Linked DNA regions of Mus musculus: region 2 is linked to region 1. A link is a contact called in public promoter capture Hi-C data. All regions are on one chromosome and are shown on one strand. Each heading gives the region's core, a stretch centred on a gene start, on an enhancer-like site or on the middle of the called end of the contact. The rest is flanking DNA. Distances are from core to core; before and after follow the strand shown.

Region 1 (4,137 bases), core at 543-3,042:
TGAGTCCCTGTTGTATGGTCTAGCCCGAATCCACTCCTAGGCCATCCTGGAGCCTAGGTAGTCCAGAAGACACAGATGCTCCGGGGCCTCCCCAGCCCCTGCTCCCCGGGGCAGAGCACTCCTCACAGAATCCTCAGGCGTGTCCCGCAAAGCAACCAGACTGGACACCCCCTCCATTCTTCACTGGACTTCCTTTCTCTTACAGCATAGGACCCCTGAACACAACCCTCCACATTGTGTCTGTTGGGTGCCTTTGTCCCTGTAACCCCTCTGCCTGGCCGTCTTCCTTGTTTCTTAGCCTGCGTCTCTCATCCTTAAAGGACTAACTCTGCTGTTGCCTTCAGAGGATCTTAGTTCCCTCTCCTTCCCATCATTTGTCCTTCCATCCAATGGCTGTTTTGAGTTTGCATTTAGCAGATGTTCTCAGTCCTGGGTTCGTCTTCCTGACTGAGAAGACAAGTCTCATTCATTCAGTTTGTGCATCTGTGTTTCCCATTGCTGGAAACACAACCATAGGGTCTCATGTAGCCCAGGCTGGCCTCAACCTAACTGTAGCTGAGGATGATCTTGGAACTTCTGAGCCTCCTGCCTCCATCTCTCAAGTGCTGGGTTGTTAGCTTATAGCACCACACCTGGCTTCATCCTGGGAATGAATCAAACCAATCGTTTCGTGTATACTGGGCAAATACTCGACCAGCTGCGAAAAGTCCCTAGCTCTTCACTTATTCTACAAATAAACTCCATTTCAACTATTCTCAAGCCCTTTCTCTAGTCCTGGGAGCTTGTGGGGCACTCATTGTAAGACTCTGCTAGGCCTTCAGTATTCCCCGTCTCTAGCGCCCATGAGCTGATTGTCCAAAGGAAGTAGGTTTTCCACACATCTGATTGAAAAAAAAAAAAAATCTCAGGCTGTCTCCTTTCTGTAGGGGCCAGGTCTAGCGCTCTGTGGCCTAAAGATGGTTTTGTGCTCAAGAGAACCCAGCCCTGTCAGGGAATTCTTGCTTGTGTCTTTTGTCCTTTCCTAGACCCTAACTAGCCCATCTTTGAGGAGATAGGAGGTAGTGCCTGGGAAGTCCAAATGCCTGCATACTCTCGGGTCCTAAGGCACCTGCCCTGGGTCAGAGCGGCCAGTGTCTAAGTCAACTTGCTCCACAGCGACCGATCAACCGTGGAGCTGGCACGCGGGCGCGCTGTCAGGTTTGGAGACGTCTGAGATTGGAGAATGCACCCCCGCCCTTCTCTGAGTGAGCGCGTGCGGGAGGCACAATTGTGTGTGGCTGTGATTCGCTGCACTTTAGATGGCAGTTATCAGCCAGACTGAGCGCCCTCAGTCCGGAGCACAAATGCCTCATACCCCAAATTACTTTTCCTCTGTCTCTTGCCCACCTCAAGCTGGTGCACTGTCCAGTCCTGTCCTCGTGGGGTCCCAGTCCCTTTAACCTAAAACCGATGGCAGGAGCTCCCGCCAGTTTCTAAGCAGCGGAGGCTACCGATTCCGGCGGAGGCGGGGGGCGGGGAAAGATGACTGAGACTTTAGGATTGGCCCCGCCGGGTGCATGTGGCCCCCGGCGAGCAGCCTCCACCCCCGCCCCGCAACCGCCGCCGCATTCCCAGGGGAGCGCGGAGGAGGAGCCGCTCCCCAACTTCGTGGCCCACGAAGGGGTGGGGGTCAGGGGCGGTCTCCCTTGCCCTGTCCGTCTCTGCCCCGAAGGTGCAGTCTGCTTCCAGAGCAGCCATTGCCATGGAGACCCCTGAAGCTATAAAGCCAGGTATCTAGGCGTCGGGCACCTCAGGAGCCGCCGAGCCCCCCAAGTAAAAAAGCAAGCGTCCCGGCCCCCGCAAGAAAGGAGGAGGCGGGGAGAGGCTCTGGGAGCTGGAGGAGCGGCGCTCCCCGCCGAGGCAGGAGGCAGGCGCGCCAGGCGGGAGCCACCCGCTCAACAGGGGAGCAGGGGCTGCCCGGGGTGCGGGTGAGTGGCGTTGCTCCAAGCCACGAGGGACCAAGGGGCGTCGGATACAGGGAAGAGGGCCCAAGAGTTGAGGAGGCCGAGCTTGGAGCTTGAGCGGGAGTCGAAGCAGCCAGCAGCCCACACCTCCAGGCGTGGGGGGCCAGGGAGGAAAAGCAAGACGCCCTGGGAGCGGCGAGGCAGCCGAGCGGTAGGGAGACCTGAGCGGGAACTGCAGGACACTTGGTTGCAGCCACCTACACGCCGCTTGGAAAGAGCGGTACCGGTGTCCGGGCCGGGGCCGTAGCCCCGTGGGGTGAGGGAACAGGGGCGCCCCCGTGCGTCGGACTTCCGGGGCGCGGCGGCCGGAGCCATGCTCAAGCCCAAGGACCTGTGTCCCCGAGCGGGGACGCGCACCTTCCTTGAGGCCATGCAGGCCGGCAAAGTGCACTTGGCCCGTTTCGTGCTGGACGCGCTGGACCGCAGCATCATCGACTGCCGCGCAGAGCAGGGCCGGACGCCGCTTATGGTGGCCGTGGGGCTGCCGGACCCCGCGATGCGCTCGCGCTTCGTGCGACTGCTGCTGGAGCAAGGTGCAGCCGTGAACCTGCGGGACGAGCGGGGCCGCACTGCACTCAGCCTGGCCTGCGAGCGAGGCCACTTAGACGCCGTGCAGCTCCTGGTGCAGTTCAGCGGCGATCCGGAGGCGACGGACTCGGCGGGCAACAGCCCGGTGATGTGGGCGGCGGCGTGCGGCCACGGGGCGGTGCTGGAGTTCTTGGTGCGCTCTTTCCGCCGCCTGGGCTTACGCCTTGACCGCACCAACCGGGCGGGCCTCACCGCACTGCAGCTGGCTGCCTCCCGCGGCCACGGGACCTGTGTGCAAGCCCTCACCGGGCCTTGGGGTCGGGCAGCCGCTGCGGCAGCGGCCCGGGGTTCCAACTCCGACAGTCCCCCTGGCCACCCTGCCCCGGCGCCCAGCCCAGAGCGGCGACGACCCAGTCCCCGTCGTTTACCGCGCCCTCTTTTGGCACGGTTTGCGCGAGCTGCCGGCGGCCACGGTCACGGTCACGGCCATGGCCACGGCCACGGAGGCGAGCTTGCCTCTGCTGGCAAGGGCTCGGTCCGTTATAGGGCACAAGGCAATGAGAGACCAGAGTTGGGCCGGAGCATGAGCCTAGCTCTGGGTACCATGACCGAGGAGGAGACAGCACGCCTTAGGGCAGGAGCTCTGATGGCTCGACCAAACTCACCCCAGTCTTCGGGGAGTGGGCGGTGGCGTTCGCAGGAGGTGCTGGAGGGAGCGCCACTGGCCTTAATGCAAGCCCCGGTCGGCCTTAGTCCTCATCCCGAGGGCTGCCCCGGCTCTGGCCGCCTGGGTTTGCGCCGACGGTCCACAGCTCCAGACATCCCCAGCCTGGTCGGGGAGGCTTCAGGGCCTGAGAGTGGCCCAGAATTAGAGAACAACGCTCTGCCTTTCTCAGTGCCTGGGCCAAAGCCTTGGCAGGCGGGCACAGAGGCTGTGGTACTGCAGGCTCAGCGGTAAGGAGCACGAAGGTCGCGCCCTGTAAAGTTCACTCTGTCTCTAGCTACTGAGATGTCTCCCATTCTTCCAAGTCCTCCCTTTCTCTGCAGTTTTCTGCCCACCCTTTGTCCCCACTGCTAAAGGGAGATTTCCTGTAGTCCTCCACCAGATGTAAGAAAGAGATCCCATCTTTTTGCTCTTTGGTATTTCCCACGTAAATCTCCCACCTTCCTCCAGCTTGATTTCCTTGTCCTGGGGGAAAAAGGAGGTGTGAACAACGGCTGCTTCTGTGGGCTTCAGCTTTCTAGCCGGAAAGGTGGATGGCTCAGGCCCAGCCCCAGCCTTGAGGTTCAACTGCCTAGGCTCGGTACCCGCAGCATCCCTTGCCTATTTTTAACTTTTCCTATCACCTTGGCAGCCAGGTAACGGCAGAGCTGGCTTCGGAAGAACAAGGGCCCAGGCGGCTGTGCCTGCTGATGCTGACCATAATAGTTTGACAAACTACCAAAGTCTCCCTTCCCTGTAAGTGTTGGAAGAAAGGAGGAACTAACGTGGCCACGTAAGCTTTTTGGACAAGAGGGCTGATTATGAAGGAATCCAATGGTTAAGGTTTTCTGAGGCAGAGACTCAAGGCAACAGGAATATTTTGAGACGCAATGCCCCCTTTAG
Region 2 (4,137 bases), core at 1,226-3,725, 1.1 Mb before region 1:
CCCTGTCTTGAAAACACACACACATATACACACACACATACTATGTGTATGGATGTTTTACCTACAGACCATGTGTGTGCCTGGTACCCCTTGAGGCCAGATGGGGACATCAGACTCCCCTGGAACTGGAGATACAGATAATTGTGACCAGTTGTGACCAATCACTTTGGTACTGAGAATTGAACCCTGGTCCTCTTGAAGAACAGCCAATTCTCTTAACTGTTCTCTCCAGCCCAACACAGGCTTTCTTATCCTATCATTTGCTGTGTGGAATAACTGTTCTTTCAGATCACCAGGAGAGGTCCAGTATGGCACTGACAGTGAGCCAACATAAACGGCATGATCACCTACTATCAGACTAGTGGCCTATGAGGGAAGTTAAGGCAGGAAATAAGTGATGGAAACCTTAGGTGTCTGTGAGCACTATGAGGACAGACTCTCAGGAGACAGGCTTCATTGAGCAGCTTTTAATTGTGGGGAACAACAGCTATTTAAGGCTTTGGGGAGTGAGTAGAGGCTTTTGGGGTAAGTGTACTAACTTGGCCATGGCTAAGGTACTGTGGCCTTATTTGTATGAAGAGGAATTCCAGGTGCTTTGCTGGACATGACCTTATAAGAAGAGAGATGTTTAACCTGCATCATGGCCACTGTCGGCCTCAATGGTGGCAGAGGTGATGGTGGGGTTTGGTGGTGCTGGGACATGCAGGCCCAGAGCAGGGAGGGAGGAATCCTACTCCTGCCGGTCTCAGGACTGGATTTTCAGGGTTTGTGCATAGCTCGACCTCTCTCCCTCTCTCCCTCCCTCTCTCCAGCTCCAGGTTGGCTCCCCTGGTTGCAGAGGGCTCCTCAGCCCCACACACCACCAGTTCCTTTCTTTAGCTTATTAAAACAAAATTTTATCCATGAAAGAGAGTGATGGTGATATCTATAGAACTCAGTGGGTCATGAGTTCTCCATTTTTATAAAATCTACCGTAGCTAGAGTTAGTATTAGATACTCAGAATTTACTAATTAGCTAGTTACCTGATAGGCCCAGCTTCAGTTTTTAGAAGTAAAAACATCTTTAGCGTTTAGGCTTCAGTCATTGACTTAGTTTTTTGGGTTTTTTTAAGTCCAGTATGTGTTTATTGGGATGGTTCTTCCCTTAGTTGCCTCCTCCCAAAGAAACTCCTCCTGTAACCTTTGCTTTCCCCCTTGGAGGCCGGCAGAGGGCAGGGAGTCAGGCAACCCACAAGACCATTATTTGTGCAGTGCTAATGACCCTGGTGGGATTTTAGCCTCCTGGGTGGTTTATACCCATGGATTAGAAATTAGGAACCTTGAGGGGAGAGGCTGGGGGTGGGGCGCTGAACAAATAAATTAATTAAAAAAAAGAAATTTGCACTCTTCTACAGATAGCTGAGATCCTTTGCAAAAGATTTATTCTGGTAGGAAGATTTTGTTTTTGTTTTGAGGGGACTCATAGCAATCCTGCTGCTTCAGCCTTCCAAGTGCAGGAATTACAGGCATGAGCCACCATGCCTGGCTTAACATTAGCATTTTGAACAAAAGATAAAGGACACAATACACAAAACTATCCTTCCATGTGATTTTGCAGTTGGTGGCCTGTGGCTGAGCCACTCTGCATTGCCTGGGAATGCTAGCACTTGAATCTTCTGACATCTTTTTTTTTTTTTTTCTCTTTCAGAGACAGGGTTTCTCTGTGTACCCCTGGCTGTCTTGGCACTCACTTTGTAGACCAGGCTGGCCTCGAACTCAGAAATCTGCCTCTGCCTCCCAAGTGCTGGGATCATAGGCATGCGCCACCACCACCCGGCTTCTGACATCTTTTTAACATATCTATTAGCTTTTTGAGAGGAAGTCTCATGTAAGTCCAGGCTGGCATCCAGTTTGAAAGCAGAAGATAACACTGAACTTGGGGTCCCATCTCCACTTGGCAGGTGCTGGGTTACAAATGTGAGCAACACTGTCCACATTTTTCAACACCTTATCCAGTCATGGCAGTAAGAAATTGTCCACAGGAACAGTGTGCAACAAACTCAGAAAGTCATGATTCTGAGGTACTGGGATGTCCTGCCTCATGGTCAGAAAGGGACACAGCAATGGCAAGCAATAATGCCTTATGGGGGACAGTTTAGTCGCCATCACCCAGGAGGCAGAGGCAGGTGGATTTTTGGAGGCTCTACATACTTCCCATGTGTGATCATGCACTTAAACTAACACTGACACCAATAAAGCCATTCACTATTGATGCTATCCTGAGACCCACAAAAGCTACTGCCATGTACTAGGTGCTGTCCAGCCTATCACAAAGGTATAATGTAGAGTCAACTTTTTCTCCTACCAGGAACTCACTAGTTTGTTGGTGTGCCATAGGTGGGGACTAGAGCCCTTCAGCTCAGCAAGGCTCCTCCCAGAAGCCTGGGGACCTCGCTGTCCTCATGCTCCGCCTTTTCCTTCTATTTCCCGGGTCTGACGTGAGTGTATACAGGCCAGTTGGAAGTCGGCAGGGTAGTGGTGATAGCTCTGAGACTGCTGACACGCCTATAAACTGCAGCTAGGGAATCGAGTTCTCAACCATCATCCTTTGCTGGAACCAAGGGATTGGGCGATGGGCTGCTCCCACCGGCTGCTGCTGTGGCTGGGAGCTGCTGGTAAGTGCTGTTTGGTGGTCAGGGTACCAGCCAACCAGAGACAACTAGATTTGGGGCTGCATTAGCAACAGACCAGGTCTCAATGGTTCCTTCTAAGGTGGCCTTGTGCTTTTAGAGTACAGCAAGAAAGGTGCGGAGCACGTCCGAATCTAAGAATCAGATGGGGCCTTGGCACTACTTGGGAGGAAGCTAGAGAGAGGAGAGGTGGTGGGGTGCTGTACAACAGAGAGCGGTGCAGCCCCCAAGTCACTCCATGAGAGCTCTGGAATGATATATGTAGACATATATGTATATATATATATATATATATATGTATATATATATATATGTATATATGTAGATATATGTATATGTCATGATATATGTAGACACCTTGCAAGGCTTGGGAAACCCGGTTGGGTGGTAGGTGTCTAGCTTCAGCCTCTGTATGCACCAGCTGGGCGGCATTCGGGGTGTGGCTGGAAGCAGGGTACTGCTGAGTGGCTATCCATCTCTTATGTCTCCCCTGTCACATTCTGCATCATCTAACCCTTCTTCCTGTCACCTTTCAGGAACTATTCTTTGCTCCAACTCGGAGTTCCAGACACCTTTTCTAACACCTTCGCTTTTGCCGGTGCTGGTACTCAATTCCCAGGAGCAGAAAGTCACCCCCACACCCAGTAAATTGGAGCCAGCTTCCCTCCCAAATCCTCTAGGTGAGTTTCAGGCTCCTCCCTTTTCTTGGTTCACCATCTCCAGATCCCTAGGCCTGGAGAGGAACTTTTTCCTTCTCCCTTTGTACCTAGGCACACGGGGGCCTTGGGTGTTTAACACCTGTGGCGCCAGCGGCAGGAGCGGACCCACACAAACACAGTGCGATGGGGCATACACAGGAAGCAGCGTGATGGTGACAGTGGGGGCTGCCGGGCCGCTCAAAGGCGTGCAGCTGTGGCGGGTGCCAGACACAGGCCAGTATCTGTAAGTGCCCAGCAGGAAGAGGGTGGCAATCACCTCTTAGGCTGAGGTTCTACAGACCAGGGAAGTTATCTTAAAACATTCCGCAGAGAAGTCTAGTGTCAGTCACTTCGATTGTCTGTCCTCCTCCTAAGTTAACCATCGTCAGGACGGCCGCCCAATCAACGGTGGCTGAAGATGGGGCTGGATGATTCCAGCCATCTCCGTTAACGCTCTTGAAATACTCGTGGAACCCAACCCAAAACTCGGTTCTTCCCCATCCCTTCACAGTCCATCTAAGTCCCTTAGGAAGAAGCTTTCCGGCCACGGGTTCCCGACCTTGAGCCGCCGCCTGGTCCAGGACCGAGGCGCCTAGGACTGAGACGCGGACCGGTGCTCTCTCCTCCTGCAGGATCTCCGCCTACGGAGCGGCGGGCGGCAAGGGCGCCCAAAACCACCTGTCACGGGCGCACGGCATCTTCCTCTCAGCAGTCTTCTTCCTCCGTCGCGGGGAGCCGGTGTACATCCTTGTGGGGCAGCAGGGCCAGGA

What was found. Promoter capture Hi-C pulls out the DNA fragments that hold promoters and counts their contacts.
Region 2: a promoter capture Hi-C map of embryonic stem cells shows a contact between it and region 1, with 3 times the contacts expected there. The contact joins the promoter of Ltk here to the promoter of Ankrd63 in region 1. A contact is called at or near these places in 1 of 39 promoter capture datasets (embryonic stem cells) and 1 of 9 other capture datasets (adipose tissue).

What each region holds. Positions count from the first base shown.
Region 1 is chr2:118,701,618-118,705,754 of GRCm38.p6, reverse strand. Ankrd63 (ankyrin repeat domain 63) reads left to right here and starts at 1,792. Exons shown (of 1, transcript NM_001081971.1): 1 at 1,792-4,137. The coding sequence starts at 2,317. The coding sequence ends at 3,489. It also overlaps a transcript of Plcb2 not described here.
Region 2 is chr2:119,758,769-119,762,905 of GRCm38.p6, reverse strand. It overlaps Ltk (leukocyte tyrosine kinase), which reads left to right and starts at 2,475. Exons shown (of 20, transcript NM_203345.2): 1 at 2,475-2,654; 2 at 3,206-3,349; 3 at 3,440-3,611; 4 at 4,000-4,137. The coding sequence starts at 2,612.